4 separate regions of the Mus musculus genome follow, and all the other regions are linked to region 2. Evidence: chromatin contacts called from public promoter capture Hi-C data. All regions are on one chromosome and are shown on one strand. Each heading gives the region's core, a stretch centred on a gene start, on an enhancer-like site or on the middle of the called end of the contact. The rest is flanking DNA. Distances are from core to core; before and after follow the strand shown. Region 1 overlaps Pds5a (PDS5 cohesin associated factor A). Region 2 overlaps Smim14 (small integral membrane protein 14). Region 3 overlaps Pds5a (PDS5 cohesin associated factor A). Region 4 overlaps Ube2k (ubiquitin-conjugating enzyme E2K).

Evidence for each region. Capture Hi-C pulls out chosen DNA fragments and counts their contacts.
Region 1: a promoter capture Hi-C map of adipose tissue shows a contact between it and region 2. The contact joins two enhancer-like sites. A contact is called at or near these places in 5 of 39 promoter capture datasets (the C10 cell line, cranial neural crest, frontonasal cranial neural crest and 2 more), 2 of 484 Hi-C or Micro-C datasets (B cells and LSK cells), 1 of 115 datasets of contacts at active chromatin or transcription factors (bone marrow-derived macrophages) and 4 of 9 other capture datasets (adipose tissue, embryonic stem cells, liver and 1 more).
Region 3: a contact with region 2 is called in a promoter capture Hi-C map of adipose tissue. The contact joins two enhancer-like sites. A contact is called at or near these places in 5 of 39 promoter capture datasets (the C10 cell line, cranial neural crest, frontonasal cranial neural crest and 2 more), 5 of 484 Hi-C or Micro-C datasets (B cells, LSK cells, centroblasts and 2 more), 1 of 115 datasets of contacts at active chromatin or transcription factors (bone marrow-derived macrophages) and 3 of 9 other capture datasets (adipose tissue, liver and pancreatic islet).
Region 4: a promoter capture Hi-C map of adipose tissue shows a contact between it and region 2. The contact joins two enhancer-like sites. A contact is called at or near these places in 2 of 39 promoter capture datasets (HPC-7-derived erythroid cells and neutrophils) and 3 of 9 other capture datasets (adipose tissue, liver and pancreatic islet).

The regions. Positions count from the first base shown.
Region 1 is chr5:65,662,436-65,667,411 of GRCm38.p6, forward strand. It overlaps Pds5a (PDS5 cohesin associated factor A), which reads right to left. Exons shown (of 33, transcript NM_001081321.3): 3 at 3,673-3,876; 4 at 1,993-2,079; 5 at 1,421-1,518. Among named protein-coding and RNA genes, the nearest start is that of Pds5a, 33 kb to the right of the region's middle. Within about 2 kb of position 3,041, at least 1 of the 459 cell types and tissues checked has an H3K27ac peak or open chromatin away from gene starts, as enhancers often do. A contact at or near this core is called in adipose tissue, where this site is marked.
Region 2 is chr5:65,454,951-65,460,090 of GRCm38.p6, forward strand. All of the region lies in intron 3 of Smim14 (small integral membrane protein 14), which reads right to left. Among named protein-coding and RNA genes, the nearest start is that of Ugdh, 22 kb to the left of the region's middle. Within about 2 kb of position 3,116, at least 115 of the 459 cell types and tissues checked have an H3K27ac peak or open chromatin away from gene starts, as enhancers often do. A contact at or near this core is called in adipose tissue, where this site is marked.
Region 3 is chr5:65,636,572-65,641,579 of GRCm38.p6, forward strand. Pds5a (PDS5 cohesin associated factor A) reads right to left here. Exons shown (of 33, transcript NM_001081321.3): 18 at 1,986-2,091; 19 at 1,171-1,331. Among named protein-coding and RNA genes, the nearest start is that of Pds5a, 59 kb to the right of the region's middle. Within about 2 kb of position 2,915, at least 26 of the 459 cell types and tissues checked have an H3K27ac peak or open chromatin away from gene starts, as enhancers often do. A contact at or near this core is called in adipose tissue, where this site is marked.
Region 4 is chr5:65,594,134-65,598,948 of GRCm38.p6, forward strand. It overlaps Ube2k (ubiquitin-conjugating enzyme E2K), which reads left to right. Exons shown (of 7, transcript NM_016786.4): 6 at 287-415; 7 at 742-4,815. The coding sequence ends at 816. Among named protein-coding and RNA genes, the nearest start is that of Gm40309, 55 kb to the left of the region's middle. Within about 2 kb of position 1,743, at least 4 of the 459 cell types and tissues checked have an H3K27ac peak or open chromatin away from gene starts, as enhancers often do. A contact at or near this core is called in adipose tissue, where this site is marked.

The DNA of each region.
Region 1 (4,976 bases), core at 1,791-4,290, 210 kb after region 2:
AACTAGAGGGTAAAACTCTACCACTCAATATACCTTGGTTGAAGGGGGGGGAAAAATCCAAGTTGGAATTGATGTGAAAACTTCCCTCCTCCATAGCTAGCTTTCATAGTGCAGACAGCTGGGAGAGAAAAGTCACCAGTGTTATTATACAGTGGTGAATCCTAAAGGCTGCAATGGTGTCATAAAAATTATGAGGGTGGTCAACTGCTTTCTGGTTGGATCTGAGGCCTGTTCCAAGGAGAGAATACATATGCAATATAATAAATCTGGTTTGCAGCACATGGCTCAGAAATTCATAAGCCCTGAGGATGATAGGTGGTAAGAACCCATTCTTGTTGTTTTGCTAAACTGTGGCCTCAGACTTTATGTTTATACCCACAGATCAGCGCTGCTTTACACCCTGACCTGGGAAGTTTCTAAATTAGGCTCCAGTTACTGCAGACTCATAACCAGTCAAAGTCCTGACAATAAGTGATGGCTGCATGCCCAGTTCTAAGTGAAATATACCTGCAGCATCCACTGCCCTCCCAAACCAAGGCTTGAGGACCATCAAGGAAGAGGGATAGAACGCATGGGGGTGGGGGGCGCAGGGGGAAGCACTGTGGATGCTATCTTCTGAACATGGAGCACCCACCCTGCTGATGAACTATAGTTCGATGCTCTATGGTTACCTACACAAGATCAAGCCAACAGTAACATTCAGTATTCTAGCAGGAAGGACTACAGGACTCTGGATTGCTGGGGTGAGGGTGGGGGGTATGAAAAGGAAGGACATAAGGTGGGTATCCTGAGGGTAAAGATGGTCTGTGTGTGTGTGTGTGTGTGTGTGTGTGTGTGTGTGTGTGTGTGAGAAATTTTTTTTTTTCCTTTTTCCGGAGCTGAGGACCGAACCCAGGGCCTTGGGCTTGCTAGGCAAGCGCTCTACCACTGAGCTAAATCCCCAACCCCGAAATTGTTAAATTAAAATTAAAAATTTTAAAACTCCAAGGACTCTAATTTAATTTATTTAATTCCTTTAATATTATTTAGCCTGAAATATACAAAAAAACTCGGAAACCAAAAGCAATTGATCTATCCCATAAATTTAAAGAAGCAATGCAAAGGTGGGCCTGCTGGCTCAATCCAAACCATCTCATCACTCAGGAGGCTGGGAGGAGACTGCTACCAATCCAAGGCCAGCTTAGCTACTTAAAGTTCCACTGCTCTTAGAGTTATAAAGTAGGCCCTACTTTATATTGAAATATACCGGGAAATATTGAATAATTAACTGAAACAATGGCAAGGACAGCTCTCAAACAACAGGGTTTCTTTATTTACCCCTTTGCGATCAATTCTCTATAAATCTAGGGAGTTTTACATACTGAGTAATGACACATTAATACATACAGTAAGAAAAAAAAATAAAGCTTAAAAAACTTACTTGATTACCGAGAAGAGAGTTCTAAAAAGCTGAATAAAAATTTCATTGCAATCTTCCAACTCAAAGCAGATGTTATATGATTTAACCCAAGCTAAATTCTTAAATCAATAAATAAAAATAATTGGTTAATCACATATATGTAGAACTGTTAAACAAAAGCACACTCATACAATTTAATTTTTACAACTAGAATTCTTTATAGTAAAGTCTACAAAGATTCAATGTACACAATTACAAGTCATTTTAATCTTTAAATTCATGGCTGTGGCATCAACTTTCATGTTGAAAAGTACTAAATAGTTAGGAATATATATATAAACTTCGGGAGCAGTAAATTTTATTTATAAATTGGAAATGAAAATAAAATGTCAAATGTTTTTTTTTCAGAAATTATACTTTTAACTTTTTAAGTATAAGTAATAATGTCTTACTTATTGTAAAGTACAGATTTTCCTTATGAAACATAAGACAGTTTATTAAATAAGTTATGTGTAAAACAGTTTCACTTTATATTATAGTTATAAAAATCTATAACAACATGGAATTGTACTTATTAAATAAAGAATTTTTACCTCTAATAAATAAAAATATCTATTAAACTGTGGACTCTTTGTATCCTCCAAACCTTTTAACTGTCTGGTAATAAAGAGAAATATGTCCTGTTAAATAAAAAAAATGAAAAATATATTAACTTAGACATTATTACTTGTCATTTTTTTAATATCTACATCTACATAGGGGTATAGATATAAAAAAGTAATTATAAACTACAATAAAGAACGTTTTCCTTTATTTGAATGCTGTGGGACTGCCTATTCCATTATTTTAAATGTCTGAAAAAGACTAGCACAAAATCTTTTGGAAGTAACACTAAAGACTGCTACTTCTACTGCACACTTCAGGGCTTCTCATTTAAGAATACTATCTTACTATACTCTTGTCCATAACAGAGCTCTGGTCACTGTCTGTACTTTCATCATGGCAAGCTACTTTCTCCATGTGTAATGAATTTAATGAGTCTTTTCATTATTACGCCTGACATGTAAGCAAGCAGCTTATGTGTGACAACAAAGTTATTGAAGCACCCCAAGGCACTGACCTGACAGCTGATGATGGTGCTTATTTCCTTACTTTTTAAAAAGGTATTTTCAATGAAAATAGCATTAGCATGGTACAAAATGATTTGTTTTATTGTGATCCTCCTTACTGGTAATGTATTTTGGAAACTGGTAATGTATTTTGTGGTTTTCCTTATATACTCATGATAAAGTTTATCCTATGAACTAGGCACAGTAAGAAACGAACAAAAGTAACCACAAATGAAACAATGTTATTAAGGTTATAAAAGGAGTCATCATTAAAGTAAGTATGACTTGAGTATAAACACTACGACACTACTCTAGCTGGGGAAGTATCCAAGGCAGCCACCATATGATTGACAAGCAGATGGCTATGTCTCAAGAGGAATAAAGCCTGACAGTCAACTTCATTATAGTCCTAAAAACACTATTAAACTGAAAATTTATGGAATGTTACTCCTGGACTTTCCCACTTAATACTCTGGAGCATGGCTGATCACATGTGGTTGAAAGTATGTAAAGAGAAGCCAAACAGGCAGAAGGGCAATACTGACTGTACTTAAAAGGAGAGAAGGCTCAACATTTGCTGTTCTTCCTAGAGAAGCTGAGTTTAATTCCCAGCGCCTACATCTGATGGCTCACAGCCACCTGCAACTCATTCCAGAATATCCAACACCCTGTTCTTATCTCTGCAGGAATCTATGTATGCAATGCACATGAACTCATGCAGGCACACACATATACATGAATAACTAAAAGTTTTAAAGTCACTCCAAGGTTTCCAATTTCCCTAATAATTACTGAAAAAATATATAAAATCAGTTCAATAAATAGCTTTAAAAATAATTTTAAGTTTTTTAAACAAAACAGAACCACCAAAATGAGCAGTTTTAGATATTTAATATTCAGCATTTAATAACCTGTAAGGCAGACATTATATGAGTGGGCAATCCTAGAACATTACTGTTTTGCAAACTATCACTAAGCCATTCCTTATCCTTCCTATCTATGCAACCGTCCATCAGGAGGGTTAAGTATGAATAGACAACCCTTTCAAAGCCTCATTCTGTACCAGTCACTTCTGTAGATAAATAATTAAAGGAATCTATGAACAAAACCCATATTCATATGACAAAAATAAAAGTAAAGTTATTTTGTAAACATTCTATTTACCTTAAGTTTATCATGGGAAGTATATGGAGCTTCTGGGGCATAGATTCGAAATATATCAGCCAAACAACATGCTACGAGAAGGCGCACATCTTTATTAGGGTTCCTGAGAAAGAATTCAGATGCGAGATGCAAGGCTAGTGGGAGATACTGTTGCTTTTCATCTTCTGAATCCTGATCCATATCCATAAAAGTTTTCACTACCATCTGTAAAAAACATAATATCAACCTGTAATACTCAGTGATCAGCTAAGAGCCACCCCTTCTTCCCTTTGTTCTGTAAGATGGGAAAAGGGAGCTGGAGTTGTGTAGGTTAGGGGTAGAGTACACAAAGTCTTAGGTTCACTCCCAGCCACCACAAACATGCACCCACTCACCCATCCACACACCCTGAAGAAAGGAAGTAGTCATAAAAAGCATGGTCACAAAGAAGCCTACAAACCCCAAGCATCAGCCTGTACATTACCCAAACACCACATTTTCTTAAAAAGAACTTAGAAACTTGTACTAGCGACTGTACTGAGCATTTACTTCAATGGGATCTTGCTAGGTTGTCCACACTCCTCTCGGCTTCTGTGGATTCTCACGCAGTTGACGCTGGAGGAGCATGTCCACATGCTTAGCTTTCATTACTCAGATGTAACTTAACTACAAAGGGTTTGATCCCATATACTCAACTAATCTGACATCTAGCATCTTTTATACCATTTTTACTTTATGATCAAAGTTGTGTTACACAGCTTCCTTAAACCTACTTCATTTTAAATTTTATTTGCCTTTGTATGATAAAAACCCATATTTAAATGTTTCATGTAATTGTATTTTTGATAGAAAATTTTGATTGTAAATACCTTATGTTGAGTTTAAGGCCAACTTGAACTACAGAGCTAGCTGCAAGCCAGTTTGAGATACATAGCAAGACTCAATCTTGATTATTTCTACTTTTCAAACATACATGAAAGGTATGTATTTTTCATCTATTGCTATCTAACAAAGTCACCCTGAATGAAGCACCTTGAAACAACAATTATGCATTTATCACGTAGATAATATTGGGAACATGGCTTAAACCAAGCTTGGAATTTCTCAAGAGGTTGCACTATGACAGAGATATTACCTGAAGCCTTGAATGAGTCTACAGGGTATTTCAGTAGTAATTTATATTCATGGTGGCTCTACTTTGCACTACTGTGTGAAAAGAGTAAAGTTCTCTCCAGGGCCTCTCTAAGTAGCTACAAAATAAGCAAGTGCCATGACATCTGCAATGTCCTCATAGTTACTGAGGCCACACCTACTCTGTGTTAGAA
Region 2 (5,140 bases), core at 1,866-4,365:
GGCTTCACTCTCTCCAACGTTATCTTTCCTAGTTACTTCACTTCTTCTCCAGCCAGAGTTTCCCTCGCCTGGCTGCACATCATCAGGAAGACCTGTGACCTACAGCACAGATTCTGAGGCCCTGTGTCAGACCATCTGATTCAGAGCAGTAGAGGGCTGTGGGCTAGTATTATAATTTTTTAAGCCTTCCAAATGAGAATGATGTAACACCAATTCAGTACTTCTCTGGCAGGGAGTACTGGAAGGAGTCCTTCCACCCCCTATCTTCCACCTTGCCCAGCACAACAGCCAGTCTCCCATTTACTCTCTGCCTCCCTCTTCTATAACAACCCCACTACTTCTGCTATCGTCCTGCCGCCTCTTCAAAGGATCATAGCATTTCTCAGTTGAAGGAATAGCTTGCCTAAGCCATTAACTTTCTAAGAGCAGGGACCATCTCATGGCTATTTGATCTTGGTTTCTTTATCTGTGAAAGTTAAACATCCTATCACCTCATAGGGGAGCACCAGGCCAGGGACAGGCAGGACATGAAAGCAGAATGACACACTGCCCAGAATGGCATGTGGCAAACGGGGGTGGGGGGTGGGGGGAGGAGGCAGGCACCAAAATCCCTCCACTTCAGAGTCTAAATAGACATGATTTTCCTGACCTTCAAGGCTTGATGCAAGATATTCATATTCTCTCTCTATCTCTCTCCTCTCTCCCCTCTCTCTCCTTCCCTCTTCCCTTCCCCCTCTTTGAGTGCTGGTGATCTAATCCATCCATGGGTTCCAGCAAGTTGGGCAAGCCCTCAACTCCCACACCCATATTTATCTGTGGGATGTAGAAGGGAAACATGCCATGGCACCCTCTGGGGAGACAAGAAAATAATTTGTGGGGGTCGGCTATCAGTTTTAAGGCTCATTTACACTACTGTCAATCATCCAGTTGGCCACATGAGGGCTGCTGGAGGTGGGTCTGCTGTATATGAGTCCTGAGGACCACGGGTGCACGTGAGGTCTGCTGGGAATGAGTCTGAGCTGTGGAAAGTCTTAAATATCCTGTAAAGAGAGAAATGCCTGCGGAGGTCATGGAGAGGTGTGTGACAGTAATACTTAAAAAAAATTTAAAGGTGTGTGTGTGTGTGTGTGTGCACACGCACGCGTGTGCAAGCACACATGCCACAAGCACACACACTGAGGTCTGAGGACAATTTGAGAAAGTTAGTTCTCTTCTCCCACAGTGTGTGGTGGGGGGAGTCCCAGAAACCTGAACTTAGATCATCAAAGTTGCAGCTTTATCTGCTGGGCCATCCTGCTGGTCCTGCTTGCACTGAGATATCCTGTAACCAGGCTATGTAGCCATGGCTGGCTTGAACTCTGTCTGTCTCTAGAATGCTGAGACAGCAGGCCTGTGCTGCTTACTCCTGGTTTGCTGAATTTTAGAAAATAATTATGGTGCCATTCTAGGAAGTAAATTTGGTATATGAGACCCAAAGAGGCCAGAGGGAAAACAAAACAGCAGGCGAAGAGGACACAATTAGTGCTGCAGCAGCAGCAGCAGGCAGCAACAGACAGCAGCAGCAGGCAGAGATGGAAAGAATGCTGCTGAGGCATTAAACACATAAATTTGAGGGGGTCAGGAACAGTGGGCCAGGCAGGACAAGGCCATCCTGAGCTAGGTAGTGAGTTTGAGGCCAGCCTAGGCACACACTGAGACCACTAGGCACACAGTGAGACCACAGAGACAGGCTAACGTGCAGTTCGGTGGTGGAGCACTGGCCTAGTGTGCATTGAGGACTTGGGTTTGATCTGTAGCACCAAAAGAAACAACAGTTTTTGAAAAATATTCTACAAAGCCCTAAAACGTTCTTCATGTTCAGACAAACCTCTGAACTGCCTTTAAAAGTGGTTGTATGAAAAACCTAGACTTGTTCTTCAGATGGCCACCTTTTGTAATGAAATAGCCATGTCCACTGGTAACTATAAAATGCAGGGGCTAGAGGAAGGTGCCAAAGCGGCAGGGTTTAGATCTAGACTGGGAAATAGGGAGGGAGGGAGATCACTGCCGTGATGCTGGGGATCTGGAAGGGAGAAGGGTCTGCCTCCAAGTGCCCCTGCCTTCACCGAGCTGAGAACCAAGACTGACATAGATGTCCAAGTAAGACAGTCTCTACATACATAATGGCTGGACACGGGACAGCAGAGGGTGGTACCACTGAGAAGGGAAAAGTGTCCACAAAATGTAGATAGAGTGAAGCCAGCAGGACAAGGCTTTGCAGCTAAAAGCACCGCCTCCAAGCCTGAAGATCTGAGCTTGGCTCCCCACCCCCACCCCCTCATACAACCAAATTGTTTTTTTATATAGCAAACGCAGAGTGAGAGGCAGCTGGAAGCAATCTTAGTCAGGAGCCAATGGGATGTGTTTACTGCTGACTCCTGCAACTGGAGTGAGGTTCAGAAGCCAGGCAAGACGTGGAGACCAGAGAGACTTAGTCGCAGAAGCAGCCAGTCACAGCCAGAGCATAGGACTCACAGGTCAGAACAAGGACCTTCAAGTGTGCTTCAAACAGAAAGCCCCTGAAAAGTTTTAGGTGAAAAGAAGCCAAAAGCAAACTCTTACTTGTTCAAGCCAATTGTGTTATGAATAACAGCAGCAGGGAGCTAAACTGGGAGGGAGTTAGGAACAGGCAAGGCTGGGCATGGTGGCACTCGCCTTCAATCCCACCACTTGGGAGGCTGATTCTTTGTGAATCTAAGGTCAGCCTGTTGTACACAGTGAGTTCTAGACCAGCCAAGGGTACAAATAGGTAAGGCCCTGTCGCAAACAAACAAATAGACAGAAAGACAAACAAACAGACCCTACTATAATGGCCTAGATATGAGGTGGTAAACAGAGAGGAGGCAGAACGAGGTGCTATCAAGTAGAGTGTTGGTTACATCCTGAAGGTAGATATAAAGGACAGGCCTGAGAGCCAAGGGTCGTTTACAGAACAGACAAAGGAGGAAAAGCAGCCGTGACAGAGCTACCAGAAGCCCAATTCTGAAGATTTGAGATTGCCTATGAAACACCACAGTGGACATGTCCACAAGACAGTCACCAGCACACACATCATGAGTCATGAGACTTGAGAACGTCATCAAGGGAGTGTAGGGAAGGAACAGCTCCAGCGAATGAGCTCATGAGGCCGGGGGATAAAGAAAACAGAGTGGTTGAAGACAAAGTAATTGGAAAGTTAGAACTGGGGGAAATAATAGCTAGAGAGTTGGAAAACTGCAAGCCTGAGCAGTTACAGGTTCTGAGTAGATAAGCAAAGGCTTTGTCTAGAAACAGAAAAGATAGGAGATTATGTCAAGGGTTGTGCTGGGTAGGGAGCTCCAGCAATCAGTGCTTGTCATGCAAACAATCAAAACCCATGTGAAGAAGGAGGGCATGGGGCACACTTGTAACCCCAGTGCTGGGGAAAGGAAGACGGGGAATCACTCCCTGGGGATCACTAGCTGACCAAGCAGCTGAGCCGACTCAGAGAGCCCCAAAATCCCACTTAGAGACCCTGTTTTTTTTAAAAAAAAAAAAAAAAAGGTGGAAGGCTTATGAAAAAGGACATCTGAGGTAGACGCCTGACATCCATATTCATGTGTGTATACATGGCATGTGCACCAGCACAAAGGTGCTTCTGCACACACAAACACACATCACAACATAATAAATACAGCTGTATATATTGATACAGAACTTAATGCTATCGCCCAAGAGGCAGGAGCAGAGGGCAGATCTCTATGAGTTAAAGGCCATCCTGGTTTATGTTTATGTAATAGACTCCAGTATAGCCAAGACTATAGAGACACAGTCTCAAGATAAATAAGTAATTGAACAAATAAATAGCTGGGCAGTGGTGGCGCACGCCTTTAATCCCAGCACTTGGGAGGCAGAGGCAGGCAGATTTCTGAGTTTTAGGACAGCCTGGCCTACAGAGTGAGTTCTAGGACAGCCAGGGCCACACAGAGAAACCCTGTCTTGAAACAGAGAGAGAGGGAGAGGGAGAGAGAGAGGGAGGGGGAGGGAGGGAGAGAGGGGGAGAGAGAGAGAGAGAGACAGAGAGAGATGTAGGCCAAAAGTTAAGTTTCAATAAAAACAAATAATATAAAGTGGCAGAGAATTATCAAAGAGAAAAACTATTGGTGCCTTTAACAAACATGCAAGAGAATCAAAACTTAGAACTTAAAAATCCAAACTATATTCACTGACTGATGTCAAAGCTTAAATAAAGTCTGCAGAGAGGAACATAAATACTTCTCTACCATTTATCCTTTTAGCTTATGTTTACATTGTTTTAGACCTCTCCAGAAGTTGGTTCTATGAATAACTGAGGAAATGATTTTTTTTGGAGACAAGATCTCATGTATGCCTGGCTGGCCTCTAACTTACTGAGTAGCAAGGAACTGACCTGGCACTTCTGACCCTTTCAGCCTTTGCCTCCTCAGTGCTGGGATTATAGGTGTGCAGGTCTGTATATATAGATATGTATATATACATATGTATATTGGTATATTTAGTGCTGGAGGTCAAATCTGGGATTTCATATATGCTAAAATAGCAGAATTGAGAGGACCTGCATAAACACACACACACAAGCACACACACACACAAGCACATACAGAGAGAGAAGGGAGGGAGAGGAGAGAGCACACGCACACTTGCGCCTGATGCTAAATATAAACACTGACCTATTAATAAATGTAATCTGGGGCTGGAAATGTAGGGCAGCTATGGAATACTTGCTCAGTCTGAGCAAGACCCAAGGTTAGAAAACCAGGACCACTGTAAGTGACAACAACATAACCCACAACCAAAGCTCTCCGTGTGTGCAGGAGACTTCAGAATGCCCCAAGTATGCTTTTCAATTAAAAACAAAACACAACAAAACAAAACAAAAAAACAACTTTTTGTGCTGGAAGCAATTTAGAAATAGCAAACTAAAGGCAAACTCCCATGAACAGGCCTTTCTGTCTAAAGATGAAATATAAATTCTTTACTGAAGACAGAGATGTACAGTAGAAAACTGTAAGTTTCCTTCACAAATTCCCTCTCATGCATTCCCTCCCACACTCTGCCCTTGGAAGCCTAGAACCCCTTTAAGCCCTATTGGTCTCCCACTAAC
Region 3 (5,008 bases), core at 1,665-4,164, 180 kb after region 2:
AGCCCAAGATACAATTTCAATCAAGATGTAGGTATATGTAGTATTTTTTAAGTAAGCCTGAAATAATATAAAAACAAATGAACTTTTCCTCTGCTTTGTTTGTGTTTTCTAGAGTGCTGTAATTAAGAGGCACCATTGGGGTTGTTATTGAGGTCTTCAGTGTTTTTGCATTTCTGATTATTTCTTTTATCCTCAACTATTAAGGTTTCCATCTTTGATTCTAAAGTTAGCCATTCCACGTATATCTATTTTTTCTAATGCTTATTTTGATAAAGCATTCTTTTAAAAATAGGACTCTTGCCTTAAAATGTAAACTATTCCAAAGCTAGAAGAAAACGTCAAACTTGATCCTACATGTTAATAATCTTTTTTCCTTTTATGTGCACAGGGGTTTGAACAAAGGCCTCATGTGTGCCAAGCAAGTATTCTCTCACTGAGCTAAATACTTACTGCCCAGGTCCTTGTAAAAACAATTTTGAGACAAAGTCATTCTTGCCTGGTTTCTGACCTGTTCCACCAAGCCTGGCCCTAATAATCTTTTTGATTTGTATGTATTGCTATATAAACAATTAAATTTTTAGACCACAAAGTTCCTTGAAGACAGAGACTAACTGGATAATCCCTTTGTTCCACATAAATTCCATTTAATAAAACCTACACAAGTCCATTTGTTCTATTTTTATTACATTATGAGACAAATATTGTTCCTATTAGGTTTACCATGAATTTTTCATGTTTATGTTACCAATGAACATATGATGCAATGGACATATCAATGTGTTCTTTCACGTTTCCCATCCTTACCACAAGTATAATCCCAAAATGTTAAATGAAACTATGAAACTGTATTTTACTCTTATGATCACTGTTAATTACAAAGCAACTAATTAATATTTTATGAACACTACCATTTAATTCATATATATATATATTTGGTTGGGACAGGAAGTTGGTCGCTACTTCATTTATAGCCTACAAAAATTAGAAAGATACATGAACCATACTATTCTGTGATGGCTTTTGATTACTAGACTTTCAAGTCCCTTGCATCTCTACAGTTGGTCCGACTGCATCTATCCTACCTGTGATAGGATGGGGCAGGAGACAGAGAAATCATCACTCCCCCACACAGAAACCTTTACATTAACCATGTAAAAAAAAAATACTCACGACCGTATCTGGGGAAGGTCAGTTTCTATTTTGTGGCCTGTGTTTCTAAAAATTTGTATTGCAGCTTCTGCTACCTTGTCATCCTCCATTCTTAGGCACTGTAACAAGGACTCATATGTCTCTGCAGAGTGGAACGAGGTAGGATGTGTGAAAGACAGAACCTGGAGGAATAGATACACCTTTAGGAATACAGACAACAGCTCTATTCTATTTAAAAAAGAGTTTTCTTTCAATAAATAGAATGTAAACTTCTGGTGTGCAAACGCTAGCTGTAACACTTGGAATATAAATTACATCATTTAGCCCCAACTACAGTTACTTTTACTCAGAGACTTTAACAAGAATCCTGAGGGGTACGTTCCAGTCTCTTTCCCAAGATAGTTTACAAACATGTTACCAGGCATCTGTAATCACAGTATGTGGCAGGCTACGAGGCAGATGGATAGATGAGACTTTCATGCCAGTCTAGGCTATAGAATGAGATTCTTGTTTTTAAAAAAACAACACGTGCCGGGCGTGGTGGTGCACGCCTTTAATCCCAGCACTCGGGAGGCAGAGGCAGGCGGATTTCTGAGTTCGAGGCCAGCCTGGTCTATAAAGTGAGTTCCAGAACAGCCAGGACTATACAGAGAAACCCTGTCTCAAAAAAACAAAACCAAAACAAACCAAACCAACCAAACAAAAAAAAGATAAACCAAAAAAACTAATCTTTTGAATAATCTAACTTAAAATAATCCCCCTCATGTACACCCTAAAGGGAACGCCCTTATTTATTTTTGGAAGTTAATGGAGATAAAATTACCAAGAAGAAATACCTTAAGAAGCTCAAGTCCTGAGCGGATGGCTGAGTCTGGACTGACACCCTCCTCTTCATCATCGGCCGTCCCTTCGATTGACTTATTCATCAGTTTTACCAGTGCACTAGTAAGTGAGGAAACGCAGGTTAGTAAGACTACTGAAACTAGTGTAATGTATCCCAACTATAATATGATAAACAGAGAGTGTAAAAAGACTATGGTCAAAGACAACGTCTGTAGCCTGAGGATCAGTGTGGACAACACCATAGGAGAGCTTACGGTTATGTTACCCTTTCCAAAAAACTTAATGTGTTATAGTAATAAGAATCTGACTGATAAATAAGCCAGTTAAATAATATACTGTAATATTAATATTAGTTCTTCCAATATTTACACATAGAAACTTTTCACATATAAAGTGATTGTAATATATTTTAATAAAAACAATATAAAAATAGTTGAAGATTGGGCAAATGGCCATTCAGAACAAAATTCACAGAGTAGAAGCCAAGTAAGATGACTCAGTGGGTAAAAGTGCTTGCTGTCAATCTTGATGCACTGCATGTGAGTCCTGGAACCCACATGATAGGAGGCAAGGATTCCTAACATTATTCATTGACCTCAAAGTATGCGGAACACATGCATGTGCATACTCACAATGAGTAAGTGTAATGCAAACACATAGCAGTGAACATATGCAGGGAAAGTAGCATTAATTACACTAGGAAATTTATAGAATCAGTAATTCCATACTAAGAAATTACTAACAGAACCAATTATCAAAAAAAAGCATATTTACAAACATGCAATTGGAAACTGTGTACTGTCAATTATTTAATACCACAGAACATTACATGATCAATAAGATCCAACTACCTAACAGATCAGATGGTTTGTTTCTCAGACAAGGCCTCAGCTGTACCCTCAGCTGACTCCCTGAGGAGTCAGATCTGCCTAACTCAGTCAGGGTGGGAGGACTGCACAGGACTACAATTACAGGGCTCTACTTACCTCCTCTGGCTAAAGGCATAGCATTTAAAACAAAAACAGATATGAGACTGGGAGTGTAGTTTGTAGGCAGAAGGGCTGCCTAGCTTGTCAAACTCTGGGTTTGATCCTCGATGCCACACAACTGGGTGTGGTGGTGCTCACCTGTAATTCTGATAAAATTAAGGCTAAAGTGGAAGGACTGTCATGAGTTCAAGGCCAGTGTGGATACATAGCAATACCAAGACAGCTAGATACAGCAAGATACTGTCTCAAAAAACAGAGTGAGACAAGTATGTGGGTGTGAAAGGCAGGGTGAGAAATTTTTTCTCCTTTGTTGACATTATTGCTTCAATCAAATTATCATGACTTGTTTAGAGGAAAGAGTCTCTCTGTATATTGTCTAGACTCTCTCTTTTTTTTAAAGATTTTAATAAGATTTTTTAAGATTTATTTATTTTATGTATGTAAGTACACTGTCTTCAGGCACACCAGAAGAGGGCATCAGATCTCATTACAGATGGTTGTGAGCCATCATATGGTTGCTGGGAATTGAACTCAGGACCTCTGGAAGAGCAGACGGTGCTCTTAACCACTGAACCATCTCTCCAGCCTCTAGACTCTCTTTTAATTAACTCTTACTGATCATCAATCTGAGGAGGGTTTAACATATACTTGTGAAAATCAAGAAACTTGTTGCTGAGACGGTCTTACATAGCCTGGCTGGCTTTACACTCAATGTGTAGCAGAGGATAATAATGACTATGTGTTAAGAGCTGGACCACAGACATTTGTTACCATAAAGGATATTTAAAAAACAAAACAAAACAAAACAGAATGAACCTGAATTGTGTAATAGACAATTGAATATTAGCAGTTGGGAAGATGAAGGAAGAAAAATACAAGTTCAAGAAGCCAGCATGAACTGCAAAAAATAAAATAAAATCATTAGGGTGTGGAGGTGGCTCAGTGAGTGGTACCACATACTAACTACCACACCTGCAGACAATCAAGGTTTGGTTCCTAGCACTGATGTCACTTGGTTCAAGATAACTTCATCTTCTTTTACTTAAAGGAGTCTGTGTTTATTGTCTCACATTCCAACCTATCTCCTAAAGCAACTAGAATTATGAAAAAATATTTATACCTCTGATTTCTCAAATGTCAGTGTAGCTGAGGGGGACCAGGGCTCTACAGTCTTCTGTGCGCAAATTCTACCGTTTGTTTTTGTGTAGCATGGTGATGGTCGTGCGGGGGAGCAAGTCCCGAGTCTTTGTCATCAACAAAGCCCTAGAGTCACCTCTCTAAAGTATCAGAGAGAAACTGCACGGGCCATGGCACTCTCCCCTTCTTTCCTGAGCTAGCTGTTAGCATTTATTTAACTTCCAGGTATCCCGTGAGGCCTCCACCATTTAGTTTCTTTTCTCATTTTCTTTAAAGATTTGCTTTTTATTTTTTGTGTGCATATGTGGTGCCTACAAAGGGCAGAAGATGGCATTAAATGTCCTAGAGAAAGAGATACAGATGATTAATTATCAGCTGCCTAATATGAGTACTAGGAACTGAACATGTGTCCCCTGCAAGGACAATACATGCTCAAAACCTGGTATGATAGTGCTGACCTTTAACCACAGGAGAAAGAGGCAGATCTCTGTGAGTTAGAGGCCAGCCCGGAGAGTCTACATAGTGAGTGCCAGGACAGACATGCCTATTCAGAGAAGCCATCTCAGGAAGGAAGGGAGGAAGACCATATCATCTTCATCAGCACGAGGAAAGAGGACCCAGTTCTCTTCTTCAGCCATGTGGATTCTGGGAATCCCACTCCAATTACAGATAGGGTTGGAGGCATGTACTTTTATGTGCTCAGCCATCATGCTACGCTAAACTTCACACCTTATATAATTCATTCATAATTTTCTAAGTGTTGCCATTCCTTGTTAAAAAAATACTTTTCATAATTCATGTCATCATTGTAGCCTCAGTATTCAGTTCTTTCTCCTTACCTCTGTCCACTCTAATTTAGTTCATTCCTGAGTTTCAACCATTATCACAAT
Region 4 (4,815 bases), core at 493-2,992, 140 kb after region 2:
ATTAACTCTGTTTTTTATTTTCACAAAGCTTCATTTCTTGAATGACATTTCTGCAATGGAAAAAAAATCATCTTTTATGTTTTGGCACATGGAGTGCTGGTAATTGAATTTCTGAACTTGAGCTTGTTACTAAGCTAATACGTACTACTAGTGATCTCTGCAGGCCAGCCCAAATGAGTTACATTCTAAATATAAATGTCTTTTCTTTGGAACAAGCAAGTCATAGTTGAGCAGCTATGGTAAATCTCACTGTACTGTCTTGTTATCTGCTTTTCCCTCCATATAGTACAAACAGAATCCTGAAATGTTCAAGCAGACAGCTCGACTTTGGGCACACGTGTACGCTGGAGCACCAGTTTCTAGTCCAGAATACACCAAAAAAATAGAAAACCTCTGTGCTATGGGTTTTGATAGGGTAAGTACCGAAAAGACCACCCTGCTAAGCATTAGGACACTCTCGAGTTACGAGATTTATCCCCATTTAAAGGTGGTGACCTAATCAGAGCTTTCTGTCCCTGTCACCATCCAGAGGAATTGATTTCACTCCCCATTTTAAACCCGGGCTCCCAGTCCTTGGGAGAAGGGGACTAGCCATTTTGAAAATGTAGTTTTGGTTAATCCTGTATAGACGCTGCAATCAGTGGTGACTGTGCAGTCATTGGTAGAGGGAAGAACGTGTGACTCTGGCGAGGAGGATTTGGTTTCCGTGGGATGTGATTGCTCTTGTCCTCCTCTTTACAGAACGCAGTAATAGTGGCCTTGTCTTCAAAATCATGGGATGTAGAGACTGCAACAGAACTGCTTCTGAGTAACTGAGGCACAGGAGCTGCGCCAGCATCGCTCTCGCCTCTTGAGGAGCATCAACACCTGTTATTTTTAGGATTCTGCATAAAGTTCTTTTAAACTGGCATTCTTGCCTAATGATGTTACCTAGGCACCATTGGAGACTGCAAAAAAAAAAATTCCCTGCTCTGTAAATAAAGCTAATTAAACGTCTGTGTAAATTTAAAAAGGGGAAATACTTTTAATTTTTTTTCTTAATAGTGTAAAAATTCTTTGAGCTAAGCTAAAACCATGGGAAAACATGCTACTTTAGTGTTTAGCAGTGTAACAGACTCGAGAGTTTGCTTCAGGGTTCTGTTGACTAACTAGGATAACACTCGAGTGTCGGCCCTTCACATTGTGGTGTAGAATCACAGCTCCCTTAAGTCTGAACACAGATCCTCTGTGCCTGTGAATTTACTTGCATGCTTGTACTTGACTTCTTAGAACGGGTAGCCGAAAAGACCACCCTTTTAAGCATTAGGACATTCTTGAATTATGAGATTTATCCTGATTTAAAGGTGGTGACCTAATCAGAGCTTTTTAGTCCCTGTCACCATCCAGAGCGGAGATTCTCATGGTCAATTTATTTTGTGTCTTGTGGGAAACGTGCTGAGGAACAGTGTCCCTTGTTCCACTTTTAGCTCATAGGTTTGGAATGTTTTGTCCGAGTTCTTCACTTTGTAAGTAGTAATGTAAAAAGGGGCTGCCAATTTTATTTCTCTCACAAAAGGAATAAATACTTGATGTTGCAGTATTTCTAGATTTAATAAAAGGACACTGCTTAGTTTTTCAGTGAATTTGACATTAATTTTTAAAATGATAAAGTCTTTGGAAACTTGAAGGGTGCAGTACCTGTTCCCTAGTGCTCAGCCTGACAGTTTCCTTTGTCAGACACTTGACTTACTCCTCCTGCTCCCCATGGTGACCCATGAAAGCTGTGCTGTCTCACTGTATATACCAGATGCACATAGGAACAGGGGTGTATTCTAAATCTAGCTTTCTTTATGATGTTTCTGATAATGTGAGAATTGAAACTTTACCTTCTCTTGTACATAAACTTCCTGTCCTTAGCAACTGTCGCATCTCATTCTATCTTCCAAAGCTTGACAATTATAAGTTTTACAAACTCAAATACTTCCTTTAACCATCCTAATTAATGTTCAAGTGAACTTAGGCAGTTGTTACATAGGAGATACAATTAAAAATTTTGAGGACCAATGCATAGATTACAGAAATGTAATGGAATCAGACTAAATTAAAGTAAGGTTGTATGTATATTGAAAGTCATATTCTAAAAGGTTTGTTTTCTTGAAGTATTGTTTCACCTTACAGTCATGAAGTGTTTCAAAAATACTTTTTGAACCTATTATCTCAGCATAACTTCACTTTACTTTTAATAATCTTGATACTACAAGCAATAAAAGAAGCATTAATATATTATAACATTCAAGATGTGACGGCTCTTCCAGCGACTTGTAAGGCTGTCACAGTTCTCAGTGACTGAGGGCCACTGTCCTCCACACTAAACTCAAGCTGCTATGTTTTTCTCCATGTTTGCGGATGCACACATTTCCTGTTGCAGCTACATCCTTTTATTGCTGTAGGTTATTTTATAAAGATGCCAAAGGAAACAAGTTTTTCTTTATTTATTTTAAGTAGCTAAAACTTTGTACTGTTCTTTATATTCTCAGATAAGAAGGAAATGTGTGAAATAACCATGAGTTTACCTCCATAGTTCATTAGAACTTTTAATGGAGGGTGGCTTGGTAACACTAATATTTAGGTATTGGAAAGTATAACACATGTTCTTGGAGTTTACTCTCTGCCTGTATTGTCAGGGTACATTGTCTAGTAGATGAGAGCTCAGACAACAAAAGTCAGGCAGTACCTACTTTGTCTTGGTGGCAGCTGTGTTCTTTTTTTGTTTTTTGTTTTTTTGTTTTTTTGTTTTTTTGCATATTGGCTTCAGACTGGCTCCACTGAATACTTACTGGAGATGTATATATAACATGTGGTTTCATAGATTTGACGTGATTATGCCATCGCCTCCTGTCAGAACCGTGTGCTCAAGACTGTGTGGGATTCATAAGCAAGACTGCTTGGGGTTTCTCATGTTCATTTAATGTGCTAATCACCCTTTTGGGGTATTTTCCCTCACACTTCTCGTTTGTTTTTTATTTTTCTTTTGTTTCCCAACTCGTAGGTTTAGAAAGAAGCAGCTTGGTCCTTATCCTGGTGTTTCATACAGTTAGGAAAACAATGCGAAAAATTAAGATTTAGTCAAAAGTACCCTGATGGAAATTATTTTTTTTAGTCTGCGTTTGACAGTTTTTCATTTTAACAAGTACTACACAGGTTCTGTTTTGGTGTAGGTGTGATGGCGCTTTTACTACCAGGTTCTTGAAAGAGAAAGGCAGGCAGAGTCTGTGAGAGGTGTATGCCCAGTCTTAGCCCCCTGTTCCCATAATTTTAGTGAAATCGCGTTTAGAGCAGGCTGACTCCCTCATCCTCGCTGATCCTCTGATCAGCTTTTCTTTCTGAGCCTAGGCCTGACTTTTAGTATAAAACTTAGAGAGCATGTTGGGAACTTGGGATTCAAAAAACATGTCAGTGTTTGGAATTGAATATTTTACCTTTGAGAAGTGTAACTAACCTATCATATGAATTAAACCATCCTTTTTGAAATTTTTTTTTATATTTCTGATTGTTGGTGGCATTTAACACTATGCAAAAAACTTAAGTATCTGCAGAAAGGAACTGACAGTAGGTTTTGCTCACGCGGTTAGACATTTTGCACAGCGTGTTATACGTTACTGGTTAGGCTGTTGGGCCAGTTTACAGAGGTTAGGATGTTGGGTAAGTGGAGCCCGGATGTGATTGTAGGTCTCATACAGCTTTTAAAACTGCAGGAGAAGTAGATGTTCTTGCAGCCTACTGTAGCAGCACCGGAAATGACGTTTTGGTGGGGTAAGGGTTTGAAATGAATTTGGGAATTGAGCAGTGGAGTCAGGTATATTGTATAAAGATGGGATCAGTGTTTAGATAAGAAAAAGGTAGGAAGGTGTCTGGTCATAGTTACTTTATTTCATGGACTTTGATAAGATAGTTCTGTATTAATCACTTTTTCTAGTTTCAAGGAGTTGATGTTGGAAGTTACATTTTCATCTTTCAGTACCTGTCTTAGTGTGTACCCATCAGCCTGTTGGTGTCACTAAGGGATAGCCTTTTCTCAAGCAAGACTTCCAGTGTCTACACATGTTGTGACAAACCTACATACAGCATAAGGTAGCGGGTGATGTTGGTGTCTCCTTACCTATCTTGTGACTGCTTCCTTAGACTGCTAGAAACTCCGGCGCCTGCAGTCATCACTGGAAGGTGTCATGATTGTGTCGCCTTTGGCGTAGTTATCCCCCCACCCCACCCCTAGCCGTCTATGATGAGGTGTGGCCAGGTCTGTTTGGTTCTGAGGCAAGTGGATCAGGTCATAGCACTGCTTTTTCTGATCGTGTCTCCTATTGTCACCTACTTTTTACAGGCATCATAACAAAAGCTAGACAATTTCTTTGGGGGAAAAAAAAGACTTATTTAATGTAATTTAAAGACTTTTCCAATAGAAAATGAAATATTATTGAAAATGATATCTATTTTTTAGCTTTCAGCATTTGATGGTGCTTTGTCGTGGTGTCTGCTGGAAGTTACTGCCATTATAGGGATTTTCATTAACCTCACTTTGAAAGAACCTTGCTTGTTGGCTTCTTTAGATCTTAAACAGTTTGTTAGTGATGGTAATTCTGTAGGAGGGTCTATTCTGAGCCATTAACTTCTTGTAAGGGGAAAATGGGCTGGTTACCAGAAATATTGAAGCAGGGTGGGCTGTGGGTGGGGGGTTGGGTGTCTGTCTTGAGAATTAAAAACTACGAAACACTTTTGTATACAACTGAATTTTTAAAAAATAAACACATTTTTAAAGATGTTGAATTTTCCCCATTA